Regions from separate parts of the Sus scrofa genome. Here regions 1 and 2 are each linked to region 3. The links are chromatin contacts, called in public Hi-C and HiChIP or PLAC-seq maps. All regions are on one chromosome and are shown on one strand. The core of a region is the stretch at or near the end of the contact, and the rest is flanking DNA. Distances in the headings are between cores, read along the strand shown. Region 1 has its middle 17 kb from the start of SLC27A2. Region 2 overlaps ATP8B4 (probable phospholipid-transporting ATPase IM). Region 3 overlaps ATP8B4 (probable phospholipid-transporting ATPase IM).

Region 1 (2,700 bases), core at 143-2,642, 130 kb before region 3:
TTTTGGCTCTGTTAGGCTAGAGGAACTATCTTCCATTTGCAGGTGTATCCCAGCAGCTAGGCATCTGTAGAAATGGTCTTACTACAAAAAGCCACTTATTTGAATGCTTGGGAACAGACCTGGAAACTCCATGCCAGGTGTCAAGTGATAGGATTCTATGTCCTGGTATTTTTTTTTTCCTTTTTTTTTTTTTTTGCTTTTTAGGGCAGCACCCGCCGCATATGGACATTCCCAAGCTAGGGGTTGAATGAAAGCTGCAGCTGCCGGCCTACACCACAGCCACACTGGATTCGAGCCCCATCTGTGACCTACACCAAAGCTCATGGCAACGCCAGATCCTTAACCCACTGAGCAAGGCCAGGGATCGAACCCCATCCTCATGGGTACTGGTTAGGTTCATTACTGCTGAGCCATGACAAGAACTCCTCTGCATTCTGTTTTTTCGCTGCCTCCCACTTGCTAGTTGGCTGCTGAGTTCACGCATGGGTTCATGATAGCCCTGGCCTGGGCTGAGGTTGAGGAATCCTAATTTGAGGAAGTGGCAGTACAATCCCCAGAAGTGACCTAGCAAGGCCAGGCATGATAATCATTTGTGTAACATGATAAGGAACCAACTGTTTCCATTTAGAGGAGAGGAGTGATCCTATCAGCTGGGACTAGTCAGAGAGGCTTCTAGGAGTAGGAGAACTTTGAAAAAGGTGCTGAAGTAAATAGTAGATAAGAGTTACCTGTTGGGGAAAGGCAGGCACTGTGGATAAGAGGAAAGGTGGATAATTGCAAATCACGCCATCTATAATACCACATTATTCCATGAAAAAAAATGAGGAAAAATGTGACGATTGTGAATATAAAAGTCTATCACTTTCGATAGAATTATTTGATAATATCTTTCACTTTTCCCCTCTGTGTTTCTGCCACCAACATCATACAATAGGGTATCCTTTATATGTGATTAATCCATTATCTTTACTATATATTTACATTTACCAGCAATTGAGGGGCATCTCCCAGGCCTCTTGCTGTAAAAACATGAGTACCAGATGTACAAATTGGGGGACTATATGCATGTAAAAGTTCTTGTCCCAGAGATACTGGTGCTGTGGAGCTTGGCCCCATGAGAGTAGGAAGACAGTGTCTGCCTCCCAAGTTTCTGGAAAGGACTAGTCAGCCCTCAGATGTGCGTTTAGTTAGAAGCCTGCCTCTCAGGCTGCATTTATAATGTTAAGGTAGTAGCCTGCCTTCACAGAAAGACTGAGCTCTGGGTTTGTTTCCTTTTGTTGAGCCTTGGGGTGGTAGCTGTTAAAGAATTCTTTTGTGGGACCTACAGGTATAAGTTAATTGGCCACCCTCTGGTGCCCCCTTGTGGGAGCCACAAAAATTAGGGTGCCAGATAAGGGCATAAGCTCCTTTCTGGGTGATACCAGCGAATTGGCGCTGGGCAAAGGGAGAGAGCACGAAGATGGTGTCCACTGGTCTCTGTTCCCTGAGAGCCCCTCCACTGGCTTCTAGTTGTGTGCCCGACCAGAAGCCTGCCTGTAGGCCGAAGCTTCTGAACAAGCCAATAGGCCTCCTTCACAGAAGATTGGGGTGTGTTTCTGTCGGCAGTCTGTGCAGTGCCCTGGGGGTGGTAGCCTGCTGGGAACAGCCTCTCTGATCGTTCCAGTCTCCTGAGACCCAGGATGGGAAAGCCCCCTGCCCTCCGGAGCCAGGTAATCAAATGGAATCCCCCTGGGTGGCAGGCACAAAATCTAGGCTATCAGACGCAAGTAAAAGCTCCCCTCCAGGAGATATTGGTGCTCTGGTGCTTGACAAAGATGGTGCCCACCCGCTGGAACGAGGCAGACAGAGAGCTATAGATGGTGCCTGATGTGAAAAAGAGAGAGTGAGAAAGAGAAAAAGGTGGTGCTTACTAGCTAGAGTGAGGCAGAGGGAGAGCGTAAGGATGATGCCCACAAACCAGCCGTCCCCCTGTGCTAAATTAGATGCCTGCCCACCTCCAGGCCGATGCTTTAGTACTAGCAGGTGAGCCTCCTTTACACAGGGTCTGGGTGCCTCCAGGTGAGTCTCAGCCCAAGGGCCCTTTAAGAGCCGCTTAGCCTTGTGGGATCCCTAGACCTGACTTTGCTTGGTTTTCACAGCTATATGCTTTGGGGCTTGTCTATCAGGTGCAAGTTGTAAAATTTGGAGTGTCTGATATGGGGTTCAAACCCTTCACTCCTCAGGGAGAAGCCCGAGGTCTCAGTTCCTTCCCTATGGTAGGCTGCCGAGTCTGGGGTGAGGTTTATGGCAGCATTGTGTCCCAGACCCCCTACCTACTTCAAGGTGGGTTTTCCCTCGTTTGCCTCATTTGTAGGAGTTAAGACAGGTTTTAGGGTCCCCCCTCCTCTTTGGAAATTGTTTCACATGTAGCTTTAGATTCAGTGTGTCTTCTGGGAGGAGGTGAGCCCAGGACCATCCCACGTCATCAACTTGACTCCGGCAGCTCTACTATCAAAATTCCCACCTGGCTCATCTCTCTGAATTAGGGAATCCAGAACCATGGATCAGGATCGTGATGGTAAGACCCTGGAGAGTATGGACTCTTTCTCTCTCCCCACTTTAGTTGCCTCCCCCCACCTTGTAGTAATCATCAGTGAACATCCCTTAAAATGAAAAGGGCTTGTGTGCTTATTAACTATAGGGACAGCAAAGCAGGAAGAG
Region 2 (2,700 bases), core at 141-2,640, 180 kb after region 3:
ATCATCAAAATAGCTGCTTATTGGTCCCTAATCATCCAGATACAGTGAACTGTCCCTTCGCAAACAAGAGGCCCAGCACCTGTAGATCAGGGCTTCCTGGAAAACGTGTGAAGTTCAAGTATGATAGAGGGAAAAGAAAGAAAAACTAGGCTTTCTTTCATGCCACATTATCAAATCTCTGCCAAAGTTCCCCTGTGGAACTTATTTGCATTTATAAAATAAAGAAATACTATAAAATTTATTAATTTTAATTTTAAAAATTGTTAGACATTGGTCTAGAAGTACACAAAGGGTAAGCTCTGTAGTTAGACAGGCAGGGTTTTAAGTGTCATCTCTGCCACTTACAATCTGTGTGACCTTAGGGAACTTTCCTTTGTTTTTCATGCCTTAATGTCTTCAGTTCTGTACTAGAGATATTAATGGTTCCTCTTTTATAGAAAATTTGTAGAGTTAAATAACATATATAAAATGCTTAGCATGTAGTTTGGTACGTAGTACCTTTTCAATAAACATTACCTGTGATGATGATAATGGTGATTAAAGAAAGTGTGGCTCAATGATTGGTTGGTGACATTGCAAGTGATTAGAACAGCAGATGAGTAGTAAAAGACCTTCTAAAATCCCTTAAACCCCTGAGATTCTGCAGAGAGTATACCTCTAGTCTGTCTACCGAGTACACTACCATTATATTCTTCATTTCAAAATGATTCCAAGCAAGGGCCACTGAGCTTTACACAGTGGGTCCATTAATAGACTTTTAAGAGTTTTTGAAATCTGTAGTATGTATGAGCTAAGTTGGTAACAGATATGTTTCTGACTTCATCTCCAAAACTGTGGAAAAGAGATATACAAAGTGACAACCTTCTTGTGCTCAATCAGGCAAGACTGTGATTTGCATCCACTGTTTGGAATATGCAGTCTAGAAAAACAATGCTGAAAACACTGCTTCATGTAAAAAGCAACGTGAGGGCAACTATAGGGGTATACATTTCCAAAAGCACCTGACATTATAATTCCATTTAAACACATGTCTACATTTCAGAGTGTTGTATTCAGTTTTTGTCTTGCTCTGTGTGTCCATGGAAATCTTTAAATTTCACCACTCTTACTTAATATGTAACGTTAATCCTTTGTTTACCAAAGGATTCCAACCATGCAGAAGCATGATGGTTATGAATAAGAATTAGCATATTAGGAAAGAAAGAGACATTAAAACTATTTTTAAGTTTTTCTTTCTCTCTTTTTTGGGGGTTGATAAATCTCAAAGTTCAGTGCTTTGACCAGAAGACTTCCAGTCCCAAGAGACCATTTGGGCATGCATAATGAGACTGGAATGCCTTAACTGGAGAAAGTAGTTTATGTGGGGACCACTCTTTCCAGCTAAGCACATACCATCCCAGGAATTAATTACTGAGGTCCAATGAGACTTTTCAAAAGTTAGATCAACATTGAGGTTTAAGAAAAAAATAATTTTTTCCTTTTGGTAGCCAGCAGCAAGCAGGAGTGTGGTTTTAAAGTGAAGCTTGTTTTTCCAGCCATGCCTGGGGGATACTGAGCTTCAAGGAGCTCCAAGAGACATTTAATTTATTGAGTCAAATTTGTCTCTGCTCAAGCAACTGGAAAAATGCTCTTTGGTAGGCAGATTCTATGCTCCTAAGACAGAGAATGCAGACATTCCAATAAGTAGCCAAGCCCTCATAATGACAGCCCATTCAAATTCTGTTAACACTGTAGCATTGGGATGGGAAACCTGGGTCACTGGAGGTATCATGTGCCTAGAAAACCAAAAGGAACAAGTTTATTTTGGCAATATAAGAGGGTAGACATCTTCCATATAATTCGTCTCTCTGCCTTACTGACCCTTATTGCTTTGTTTAAACAAACGCCCCAGTATATGAGGTGTGAGTACAAAATAAGAAAATTAGCTCCAGGCTTGGAAATGCATTTCACTACTCTATGAATTAAAATACTGAATAGCTGCATCAGTGATTTTCCAGTGTAGGGAATGATGTTCTTTTCACAAACCTAGGAGCATCCATGATCTCCTTGGAACCTGGAGTATTTTGTAACCAAGTGAACATCAGAGAGATCAGTAAGTTGCTTTGAGGCAGCTTCTTTGGGGCTGTTGCCTCAATTTAAAAGTGGATACAGATCACCTTTTATGACATAGGCAGTTGATAAGACCATTACTTGAGATTGTACTTGCATCCAGGACATAGACTGTGTAGTTTTGGTATAATATTTCTGTTGCTTTGATATGATAGTTTTATTCATTTTAAAAATAATGGCTGCTTTGTAGTTGAGGGATCTTGAGGCCAGATAAAACAGTTCTGCCTTAGGAGTGAAGCTGGACTGAGCTGGATCTGAGAATGCCTGGCTTTGTCTGAATTTCCAAGGCCGATCCTACCACTCTTGCCTTCTTCTCATCACCACTGAGCATTCTAGGTATTGGGAAAAATACTCAGTGGTTCTCTCTAGGTACGCCAAACCTCACCCCTCCAGAAAAGATCTGTGGGAATAGACAAAGAACCGATTAATTTCATAATTCAGTTCTATTTATAACCATAACATATATTTTTCTTTAATAATAGGAATTGCATGGCATTCCTTGAACCAGAAGTGCATCTGGCTTGTTGTTCTCTTAACGACAGTGGCTTCAGTTATGCCTATAGTGACATTCAGATTTTTGAGGGTGGATTT
Region 3 (2,700 bases), core at 149-2,648:
CTCCCTAGATTGAAAGGACTGAAAGTGACTGCTCCAGCTGATTGAATTAGTGTGTGTGCTCCACTGTGCTTTAATTTAGGGAGGCTCTTTTCACCAGATGAAGAATGTCCTAAGAGGGTGAGTGAGTTTACTGATCAGAAGGGAGGCTAGAGACTGACTCCTTGTTTCTGACTCATTTACCAGGAAACACATACCATTTGGGAGAACACATGACTCCATGCAACATAGCTTTTGTGGGCAACTCTTAAAACTTCTCTGAGCCTCGATTTTCTCATCTGTAAAATGATGCTGAAGTGGTAACAGCTCGCTGGAATTTTTTGAAGATTACATGAGATTATGCATGTTCAGTGCTCAGTCCAGTGCTTGGCATATGTCAGGAGACAACCCCTGTTAGCTAGTGTCATTTTATGATACAAGAGACACCATTACACACAAACTAAATTTTCCTTTCTGTGTCTAAGCCTTGGTGACACATGAGTCGTACTCATTTCCTTTGACCATAACAGTGTTGCGTCTTCAACTTGGCCCTCTTAAAACTTTCTAAGTATGCTCCCTACTTGTGAAAAGAGAATCTTTACAATATTTACTTCCCATATTTACTTTGTATATCTGTAATTATAATGTTTATGTGTGTATGTATTCATAGAAATGTACATTTGTATGTGTGTGAATACATATGTGCATTAAATATTAGTAACTTTACATTTTGAAATCTTTGTTAAAATATGTATGGAAATTCTTAATTTATTTTTCTGATAGCTTGAAGGACTGTTTTGGACATCCCCTGGGGGACAGGTGTTTAGTGGTCTCATAGGTAGGGTCATCTTGAAGGTACATGAAGCAGGCATCTTCTTGTCAGGCAAGGTGTTCCTACTCTATTGCTCACTGTTTTCTTCATAGCACTGATCACTTACTTAAATTGTGTCATCAGTGTACAAGTTTATCATCTGCTTATTCCTGCCTCTCTTCCTACAACTAAAGTGCAGGGTCAGGTCTTTGCTTATTCACCTCTATAGTTCTGGCTCAATGACGCATTGCATGACACATAGAAGACCCTTAGATGAATGAATAGGTGAACATTGGGGGAAATGTGCCCTCTGCTCTCTCCCCTGCCACAAATGTTTTTGCTTATGGTGGGGAGCCCAGGCACAGGAGAATGTTATGATGATGATGGTGGTATTGGTGATAATGAATGTAACCAGTGTTTATTGATGACTCTCTGTAAAGCCCCTTCTGTGGGTTGAGTGTTATCACTTCTCGATTCCTCCCAACTGTGAATGCTGTGGATTCCTCACTGAGCAACCTTGACTCATACTGAGGAGCTGTGGTTCTGCCTGGTACCAGTGAGGCGCCAGATGTCCAATCTCCAGGCCAGCTTGTCCCATACATGCATTTTTTTGGGATCTTTGCATAAACATGGGCGTGTCACATATTTCCTGCATGGTGCAAATGCCTTTAGACCACTTCCTTTTTAATGCAAGTAGTCTGTGGACAGTCTCTTTTTTGGTTTTCATTTTATGGTTTAGAGATAATCTCTTCCCTAAAAGTCAGGGCTATTTTTCTCTTTAGAATCCAACTTGTACTATAATAGTACTCTATCTGCTGCCTCTCTGGTAAGAAAAATAGCCTCTCCCACCCAAGATCCTGACAGTTACTTTTTATAGCTGTTACAACATAAAAATATTTCATCAAATGTGGGGAGATCTTTTGCTAGTGCTGAAACTTTGGTAATCATTGCGAAAGCTCCTGGGGTTTGGCCTGTGGGATTCATAGACGCAGGCAGTGTCCCCAGACAACCGCCAACTGCATTTAGGCTCAGCCGTCCATGACTCACTCTTTAAGGCAAATATAGAAATAAAAGTAAACTATTATATAAAAACACAAACTAATCTTGTGTATATTATTAACCCTCTTACTTGAGATTTGATTTGTTGGGTATAAAAGAAAAATCAACTCAAACTGACTTAGACAATACTATAAATGGACAGATCATATAACTAAAAAGCCAGAGGTATGACTAGCCTCAGGAGAAGCTTGGACTAGTTTATTTCTCTGCATTTCTTGGCCCTGCATCTTCAGTGTAAGAATTATTCTTGGCAGCTTCATCCACTCTTGGTTCTGAGATGCTGTCGGTGACCCTTAGGACTACTTGCTTCCTAGGTTGGAATCCAGTAAGAGGGAGAAAACTTATGTCTCCAGCAAATTCCCAGAACTGATAAAATGACTATTATTAAGACCTTAATCATGTGACATGTGTCATGTGCTAATCCCTGAATTCAAAGTATATTTAGGAGGATGGGCCATATAGTTGGTTTAAGCTCATCTGGGCCTGACCCTGGAGTTATGGATGGGAGTTGAGTTTACAGATCACAGGACTAAGAAATTTGGAGCATTGTCAGCTGAGGGGAAGGGGAAAATAGTCAAATATCTGTTACATCTGGCATTGAAATAGGACTTGTTTGAGAGCATTGAGGTTGCTTGGTATTTATTTTTTGTAGCTTATGTGTCTTGTACTCTTCAAATATTAGGGTTTGTTTACATTTCTGGTTGTGGTGGCCATTGGTGATATCCATTACTGTTTCTGGCTTTCTGCCTTTTGGACACATGTTACTCTTTTTGGTCAATGAGTTGTGAGAGTGTGGGTTGAAGCATTAAGTTGTAGGTGTGAGACTCTTCAGAGCTTTCTCTTTCCCTCTAGTA

Evidence for each region. A called contact is a pair of places that touch in the nucleus more often than the background predicts. HiChIP or PLAC-seq counts read pairs in DNA pulled down with a chosen protein or histone mark.
Region 1: a contact with region 3 is called in an H3K27ac HiChIP or PLAC-seq map of alveolar macrophages. The contact joins two enhancer-like sites. A contact is called at or near these places in 7 of 47 Hi-C or Micro-C datasets (alveolar macrophages, embryonic fibroblasts, mesenteric adipose tissue and 2 more) and 1 of 2 datasets of contacts at active chromatin or transcription factors (alveolar macrophages).
Region 2: a contact with region 3 is called in a Hi-C map of fibroblasts, with 4 times the contacts expected there. The contact joins two enhancer-like sites. A contact is called at or near these places in 2 of 47 Hi-C or Micro-C datasets (embryonic fibroblasts and fibroblasts).

What each region holds. Positions count from the first base shown.
Region 1 is chr1:121,594,514-121,597,213 of Sscrofa11.1, forward strand. No RefSeq gene overlaps it. Among named protein-coding and RNA genes, the nearest start is that of SLC27A2, 17 kb to the left of the region's middle. Within about 2 kb of position 1,393, at least 3 of the 83 cell types and tissues checked have an H3K27ac peak or open chromatin away from gene starts, as enhancers often do. A contact at or near this core is called in alveolar macrophages, where this site is marked.
Region 2 is chr1:121,907,996-121,910,695 of Sscrofa11.1, forward strand. ATP8B4 (probable phospholipid-transporting ATPase IM) reads left to right here. Exons shown (of 29, transcript XM_021095810.1): 28 at 2,592-2,700. Among named protein-coding and RNA genes, the nearest start is that of DTWD1, 230 kb to the right of the region's middle. Within about 2 kb of position 1,391, at least 6 of the 83 cell types and tissues checked have an H3K27ac peak or open chromatin away from gene starts, as enhancers often do. A contact at or near this core is called in embryonic fibroblasts, where this site is marked.
Region 3 is chr1:121,723,878-121,726,577 of Sscrofa11.1, forward strand. The region is part of intron 3 of ATP8B4 (probable phospholipid-transporting ATPase IM); the gene reads left to right. Among named protein-coding and RNA genes, the nearest start is that of ATP8B4, 96 kb to the left of the region's middle. Within about 2 kb of position 1,399, at least 21 of the 83 cell types and tissues checked have an H3K27ac peak or open chromatin away from gene starts, as enhancers often do. A contact at or near this core is called in alveolar macrophages and embryonic fibroblasts, where this site is marked.